Regions from separate parts of the Anser cygnoides genome. Here region 2 is linked to region 1. The links are chromatin contacts, called in public Hi-C maps. All regions are on one chromosome and are shown on one strand. Each heading gives the region's core, a stretch centred on a gene start, on an enhancer-like site or on the middle of the called end of the contact. The rest is flanking DNA. Distances are from core to core; before and after follow the strand shown. Region 1 holds the start of TANGO6 (transport and golgi organization 6 homolog). Region 2 overlaps FANCA (FA complementation group A).

Region 1 (4,148 bases), core at 1,415-3,914:
TCCCCACATCCTCCCTTGGGGGTTACCCAGTCTCCTGCAGGCCCCTGGTCCTTCCAGCACTGTCTGAGGCCATCCCTTGAGTATAGTCTTGCTGTCTCTTCATGCCCCCTGTCTCCATCCCCACACAGGACTACGACCTGAGCCAGCTGCACCGCGGCCTGGATGCCCGCCCCGAGGTGATCCGCAACGACGTGGCCCCCCCGCTGATGGCGGCCCCCCAGTACCGGCCCCGGCCCGCCAACCCCGATGAGATCGGAAACTTCATCGACGAGGTGAGCCCAGCCCCATGCGTTGCCCTGGGGCAGGGGTGCAATGCACGTTGCCACAGCTCCCTCCGTCTGTGCTGACACCGCTGGGCCGCACGCATTCCCATCCTGCGGGATTGTGGCTGGGGCAAGCACAGTGCCCGCTGGCAGGGGACAGCGGAGCCCCTGGCCAGAGGCTGGTCACTGAGCTCCTATTCTACCCCCCCAGAACCTGAAGGCGGCTGACACGGACCCCACGGCCCCCCCCTACGACTCCCTGCTGGTGTTCGACTACGAGGGCAGCGGTTCGGAGGCCGTCTCGCTCAGCTCCCTCAACTCCTCCGACTCCGACCAGGACCAGGACTACGACTACCTCAACGAATGGGGCAACCGCTTCAAGAAGCTGGCGGAGCTCTACGGCGGCGGGGAGGATGACGACTAGGCTGCCCTGGCCCTCCTGCTGGCCCGCAGCCACGCAGCGAAGGCAGCTCTTGCCATTTCTTGGACATGCACTGGCCCTTGCCGGCAGTGTGGTGGGTGGCCAAAGCCCCCTCTGACATCCCTGGATCCATCACTCACATCCCTCTCCTTCAGTGCAGATAAAGCTCAGGATCACTGGGGCTTGAGTGTTTTGGGGAGCCCATGTGTTTCCTGCTCCCCCTCAGCTCCAGACAGGTCACGGTGCCGTTTGGGGTTCCCTGGGGAGACCAGGGAGGCTGGCGGTAGGCACTCCTTGTCCTGGAGCTGAGGAGCTCCTGGATCAGCTTCCAGCCTCCCCGTGCCCAAATCCTGTAGTGGCCATCGGCTGGTGCTCAGCACCTCTCCTTCATCGAGGAGAGGCCCCCACCGCCCCTCTCCCTCTGCTTCAGAAGGAAAGGGTTTCTCTGGCGCTCTCCAAAATACCTCGCACTCCCAGACCTGAAATCACCGCCGTGCTGGCAGCCTGCCACGCTCAGGGAACGGGACGGCCCCGCGTCCAGCTTTTGTGTGGAGCTGCTCAAGCATGTGCCGATGCAGGGTGGATGATCTATAAACGCAGATTAATGATGTGCCATTGTCTTTCTATGATACATGAGGGAATTATATTTGATATAGTACTTGCAGGCAGATTTCTATTTTTCTGTATACCAGATTATATTATTTCCTTTTGTGTCATATTATGTGTAATTATTGTGCAGTTAAGAGAAGGCGCTTTCTGAAATCAAACAGCTTTACTTAAATTCTGAACCGTGTTTAGCTGTTGTCACGTTTTATATTTTTAAAATGGGAGAAGGGTCTGATGCGGGCTGGGAGACCAGCAATTGTCTAGTTTTAATTGATTGTATGTTTTTTATATAAAACTGAAATAATGCGTTGTTTTAATAAAACTAGAAGGCCATTTCTTTGTGCGTAGCTCTGCCAGCTGCACTGCCTGTGGCCGTGCTGAGAGGCAGGTCTGCCCTGCTGTGATTCTTGTTATGGCTACGGCTGCTGCTGCCTCCGAAGTGCAGAAAGCGAGTGCTTTCTGAAGCCCCTGCTCTGTATAACAATCTTACTTGGGAAGGGAGCGATCCATAACAGAGCACGTGTTTTCTCAGCACCGGGGCCGATAAGAGGTACGGCTGGCAGCTAATAGCACGGCAAGGTTTTACCTTACCGCCTGGTCTGTTTGGACAGGCCCTGGGGAAAGGAGGAGCAGAAGGCTGAGTGAAAACTGGGCTTGCACTGAAGTGCCTTATCGTGGTGGCTGCACCCTGTGTGCCTAGCGCAACGCTCTGACCCACGCGGGCCCAGCAGCGGAGGCGAGGCTGTTATCGCTGATGTTTGCCTAACCCTGCAATTACTCTGTTTTCTCTAGAGAAGCCCTGCCCTTTAAAGGAAGCACAAAGCAGACGAATAACATGCCCCACAGTGCCTGCATGCTTTTAAACATGCAGCAACCTAAGAGGCAGGTACAGGAGTTGCAACCGCCCTGGTTTCAGTCCTGGAGAGGCGAGGTGCTGATGTGTGTGCTTTGTGACATACACGTAACGTGTTTACTACAAGGCAGCACCTGGCTGCAGAGCTGGGAGCAGGGCTAGCTCCGTCCTGCACGCCTCTCCCACACGGGGATTACGACACGGCTCTGTGTTTGTCTTCTTTCACATAAAATAAAATGATAAATAAAAAGATAAAATGGGTGGTTTCTCCCCAGGAGCTGCCGGCTGCAGCCGGAGCCTGTGCTCCGCGTGTGGACGAGGCTGAGCCCCAGCCACCCCGGGGCCGCCCCCAGCCGGCTGCAGGGATGTGGCGGCACAGGGGCGGCAGGTTTCCTCAACCACCTGCCCCGCCGCGGCGCCCGGTGCTCCCGGCGCCTCCCGGCACCTCCCGGCAGCCACACCGAGCCCCGGTACCGCCCCACCGGGCCGGGCCCGCCATGAGCGCCGCGACCTGCCCAAGATGGCGGCGGGCGGGGCCGCCGTCCCTCCACGATGCCCCCAAGATGGCGGCGGGCAGCAGCGCCCCGCCCCTTCTCCCGACCTCCCCAAGATGGCGGCGGAGAGCCGCGGGCCCCTCCCCTCCCCGTCACGGCGGCCCCAAGATGGCGGGCGGCGGGGAGCCGGCGCCGGGGCAGGTGGTGGAGGCGCTGGAGCTGCTGCTGCGGCAGCCCGCGGGGCCCGGTGAGCGGGGCGGCGCGGCCGGGACCGGCCCGGAGGGCGCCCTGCGGCTGGAGACGGTGCTCAGCAACGCGGCGGCGCTGGACGAGCGGCTGCGAGGGGAGCCGGGCTGGGCGGCGCTGCGCGGCCTCCGCTCCGCCGTGCTGGCCCGGGCACCGGCGCTAGCGGCCGGGGCGGAGGGCGAAGGCGAACCGGGCTGGGCCGCCGCCCGCGCGGTGCTGGCGCTGCTGCTGTGCCTCAAGGAGCGGCTGCTGGCGCTGGCCGCCCTCCCCGCCGCCCCCGCGGCCGTGCCCGGTGCCCCGCCGCCGCCCGCCGCCGACACGCTGAGCGCCGCGCAGGGCCGGGCGGTGCGGCGGGCGCTGCGGGCCGCCGTGGGGCTGGGGCTGGCGCCCTACCTGCCGCCGGGCGTGGGGCAGCGCCCCGGGCCGCCCCTGCCTCCGCCGCTGCCCCCGGGGGTGACCCGCGGGGCCCGGCTCCGTGCCGCCACCGGCGCCCTGGTGGAGCTGTGCCGGCACCCCGCGCTGGGCGGCCCGCTGCTCGCGCACCACCTCGGCATCCTCCTCGCCGGGCTCTGCCTGCTGGGACACGGCCCCGCTGCCCACAACGAGGTCGGTGGGCCCGAGCCTCCCGCTCCCCCGCGCGTGTCCCGACGCTTTGGTGCCGCTTCGCGGGGTGGCCGGTGCAGGGGGTGCCCTGAGAGCCCCCGTTCAGCACAGCCTCCCTCTCCGGTGGCTGCTGCTGAGCCACGTCAGCCTGAGTGTAAAAGAAGAGGTTAAAGCACCGCTTCACGTACAGCCTGGGAGGGAGGGCTCGAGGGGCACCAGCGCCACACCGCCGGCAGCACCACGCCACAGGGAGCTGGGTGCCAGCATCTCTGCGGGTGCAGCACCCACGGCCGGGCTGCCCTCACCACCTCAGGGCTTGTTTTTCCAGGGCCTTTCGGAAGCGGAGCGAGCGCAGAGCCGGGAGGCCCTGCAGCACATCCTGGACCGTGTCTACCAGCCCCTGGCAGTGCGGGAGCTGCTCGTCCTGCAGGGTGGCCCCAAGCAGGTACTGGCTGCAGCGGAACCATCCCGATGCAGGGCAGCCGCGGATCCCGCATCCCAGCAGGAATATGATGGCCCAGCAAAGCACCTTCCGTCCCCTGGGCTGCCTGTTTGCGTGTCATGGAGGGTCACCACTCAGCCTGCAGGGTGACGTGCTGCTGCCTCAGCACCGGCTGCTGTTTGTGGTCTTTTCAAAGGCTGCCTCATGGTGGTGGGGAGAA
Region 2 (3,570 bases), core at 661-3,160, 110 kb before region 1:
TGTGAGCAGTGCCAACTGATTCATTGCACGAGGCTGATGGGCGCTGTAGCAAGGCTCTGTGGGGGCTGCAGAACTGTCATCCTGACACAGAAGCTTGTAAGAAGCCATCGTGTGGGGGATTTGAGGCAGGGGGAGGAATTCAGCTTCCCCCAGTAACTGTGGGCAGCTGTTCGTGTGTGGTTCATGCAGTAGCGGCCATCCTTTCCTCATTTCCCTTGCAGAGGTACGGAATTATATCTGTGATGAATGCGGGCAGACCTTTAAGCAACGCAAACACCTCTCGGTCCATCAGATGCGGCACTCGGGAGCGAAGCCCCTCCAGTAAGTGCACATCATCATCTGTTCGTAGCTAAAAACGGGACAGAAGGCGTCAGGAAGCTCTGGTGTCCTTAGCACAGGGTAATTCCCTGCCCCCAGCCCTGCCTGTAGCACTTTAAATGTTCATCCGCTTCTGCAGCGCGTGCCCCAGCTCCAGCACGTCCCTTTGCTGAGCAGGTCTCACCCCTTCTGCTCCTGTTCAGGCGACTGCTCAGCTCCAGCCCTGAGGGTTAGGGTGTTGCTTGTCCCGGGCAGTTTTAGGAGATGCTACGAGCCAGCCCCTGAGGCTGTGGCATTTGTTCTTCTCCTGCAGCCCCAGGTCCTGGTCAGCACAGCCTAAGGTGAGCTGGTCCCTGTGCCAGACAGCTTGGGCTGGGAGCTAAGCCTGTGCCTTGCCTTGCAGGTGTGAAATCTGCGGGTTCCAGTGCCGGCAGCGCGCATCGCTCAAGTACCACATGACCAAACACAAAGCCGAGACGGAGCTGGAGTTTGCCTGCGACCAGTGTGGGAAGCGTTTTGAGAAGGCCCATAACCTTAACGTCCACATGTCCATGGTGCACCCTCTGACCCAGACTCAGGACAAAACCAAGCCACTGGAGCCAGAGCCTATTCTCCTCCTAAATACTTCAGGGACTTCAGAGAGCCAGGCAGTAAAGCCAGAAGTGACTGCACAGCAGGAGCCCACCTGAGGGGGATGGGGCAGATTTCCCAGTCCAGCCCTGTAGAAACTATACAGCAGAGTGGAGATTTTTAATCTACATTTTAGTCTCCAAAGAACTCAGTGGAATTAGCTTCAGCTTGCTCAGAAAAAGCTTGTTATCATGCTGTGATTCTCCATGCTCACGTCTGATTCAGCAGTGTTGTACTAAGAGTCTGTCTAATCCAAGGGGAGTGGATGTTTGGCAGCACCCCTTTCTTGTCCCCGTTCTCCCCACGCACACAGTTGTAGAAACAGAGTTGGCCCACAACTGTTACCGACCTGCACAAGCTGCTGCCTGTACAGTATTGCCCGCAGGTGGCTGTAAGGGTACCTAGGACAGTGGAGCAACTTTCAGCAGACATTTTGTTTTGGTTTAAAAAAAAAAAAATTCCCAAAGTAAGACTAAATTGAAATTTGTAACCTACTTTTTATTGTAACAAGAGCTTCATGGTTATGCTTGTAATAAATTATTTACAAAGTAATTGGAAAGAAACAGCACTGGTGAGACAGAAAGGTAGCACGGGGTCTGTCCCTTGTCCCCAGTCAGCAGGGTGGCGCTGCCTGGCCCTCAGAACAGAACCAGCTCCTCGTCCAGGTCCAGAGCTGCGGCCGGCCTCGAGCGATGCAGGAGGATGGCTCCCAGCTCGGGGTCAAGTTGGTCACACGCGTCTAGTAACTGGGGAGAGGGCACGTGTTGGGTGTTAGGCCCGCTCGTGCTTCCTCAGAGCAAGTTACAGCAACAGCAGTGAGTTGTGCAGGCAGCTGCTGCTGACCGCTGCGGCCATCAGGGGCTGCAGGCAGCCAGCGCCGTGCGCGTGGGGATTGCACCACCTGCCCCGTAACCGGGCCTGGCACTTTCCGTAAGACCAAGCATTAAGCAAGAGAGCATGAGGGTAATGTTTAACGGAGCTGAGAGCCTGCAGCAGGGCAGCGGGATGGCAGTGGCTATAGCACAGGTCGAACAGCAGGTGGCTGCTGCTCCAATGCCTGGTACGGCAGCACGCTGCCTGCCGCCCGTTAAGCGAGTGAAGTGTGGCAAGAAAGGCTACACAAGCTGGTGCTGCTCAGACACTGGGCTCTCAGGCTGGGAGGAGAGAAAATGCTCAACGCACCGGTCCTACGTTTCCAAAGCTTCTGGTAGGGCAGCGAGGAATTGCAGCAAGCAGGAACCGACGGGCCTTCGAGATCACCTCCACGGGATCCCCCTGAGGAACAGACGAGACGAGGCACTGCCGAGCCCCCAGCGGTGTCACTCAGCGCTCAGCCCCTGCCTCCAGCAGGGGCACAGGGACCACCAGGCTGTGCCCACGGCCCAGGCACAAGCTGAGCAGATCGTTCGCTCAAGGGCTCCATCCATTCTAAGGCCCCGTACAAGTAGGACAGCAGTGGGGCAGCTGAGGGTTCAGGCACCAGCAGCGCCTGCAGCCCCTCACCCCAGGCTGGGAACACGCTGCCTGCCCGCAGAGGCATCTCCACGCGATCCCACCGCTTTGTACAGGAGAGTAAGAACAAGAGGGACGCTGCAAGCAGCAGGGGGAAGGGAAAATGGATAGGATTCACAGTTAGGAGAGGAAAAAGAGCCTGAGCTTCACTCACGTGTTCCGCAGGGTCTGGGCCTTGTCCCACCTGGTCAGTCTGGGGCAGGTCCTTCCCTTCCACAAAGAGCTGAAGCAGCTGGATGTAGAGGTCGAGCGCCACGTAGAGGAAGAGCTGCTCTCTAGCAAGCAGCTCCTGATCAAAGCCAGGGGTGAGACTATGGGAAGTCACACACGTACCCAGTCAGTGCCAATTCCACCTTAGTTTCTAACAGCAAGACACGAGGTAAATTCAGGTAGTGCTCCCGCTGCCATCTATTTCACAAGTCCCATTGTGTGCAGGGCCACCCCCTGCCAGGAGCGATAACACAGCCTGGGACACTTCCATTTGAAGCACAAAGATGAAGGGAAACTTCTAGCAAAAGAGATGGGGGGTTTCTAAAACAGTAGCCCTGCCATGATCCAGCGTTCTCTCCTGCCCAGCTAACGTAGGAGCTCAGCTCGCCAACAGGCCAGCTGCTGTCCACGTCAGCCACCCACCACATCCTCCCTCATTCCTCCTGAAACCAGCAGGACATTCGGTACCTGTAGAACGCAAGAGGCAAGAGCCGGCTGTGGCAGTCGGAGGCTGCACTGCGCAGGACCAAGTATTTTCTGGAGCCTGTAACAGCCAGAGAGGAGCACTAAGCATCTACAGCGGTCCTCATGCTACCTCGTGTACTGCTACAGCAGCGCAGGGGCTGCACAGCTTCCTCCCAGCCCACACTAAACCCTGACGCTAGGGTGCGGTGATCCTGAGAGAAGACAGCTAGAAGACAGCTGTTCCCTCTTAGGCTTTCTCTACCAGATGAAACAATACCGAGTTTCAGCCAGCTCTAATCATCAGCCGGGTCACCGTACCGTCGGGTAGAAGCAGGATGTTCTCAGCCTTTACTGAAGCAATTTTTTTTTCCCCCATGCAGCTCACAAAGGCCCAACAGTTCCTCCTTACAAAGCACATTCATTAATCAAAGAGAG

Evidence for each region. Hi-C and Micro-C count contacts between places; a contact is called where the count stands out from the background.
Region 2: a contact with region 1 is called in a Hi-C map of liver, with 4 times the contacts expected there. The contact joins the enhancer-like site here to the promoter of TANGO6 in region 1. A contact is called at or near these places in 3 of 7 Hi-C or Micro-C datasets (fetal liver and liver).

What each region holds. Positions count from the first base shown.
Region 1 is chr12:1,315,007-1,319,154 of Taihu_goose_T2T_genome, reverse strand. TANGO6 (transport and golgi organization 6 homolog) reads left to right here and starts at 2,664. Exons shown (of 18, transcript XM_048050507.2): 1 at 2,664-2,765; 2 at 2,767-3,489; 3 at 3,815-3,931. The coding sequence starts at 2,664. CDH1 (cadherin 1) reads left to right here. Exons shown (of 16, transcript XM_067004243.1): 15 at 129-272; 16 at 475-1,623. The coding sequence ends at 687.
Region 2 is chr12:1,427,376-1,430,945 of Taihu_goose_T2T_genome, reverse strand. It overlaps FANCA (FA complementation group A), which reads right to left. Exons shown (of 43, transcript XM_067004304.1): 40 at 3,139-3,214; 41 at 2,645-2,771; 42 at 2,131-2,223; 43 at 1,426-1,694. The coding sequence ends at 1,587. It overlaps ZNF276 (zinc finger protein 276), which reads left to right. Exons shown (of 11, transcript XM_067004307.1): 10 at 222-321; 11 at 722-1,500. The coding sequence ends at 1,007. Among named protein-coding and RNA genes, the nearest start is that of ZNF276, 8.3 kb to the left of the region's middle. Within about 2 kb of position 1,910, at least 3 of the 3 cell types and tissues checked have open chromatin away from gene starts, as enhancers often do. A contact at or near this core is called in fetal liver and liver, where this site is marked.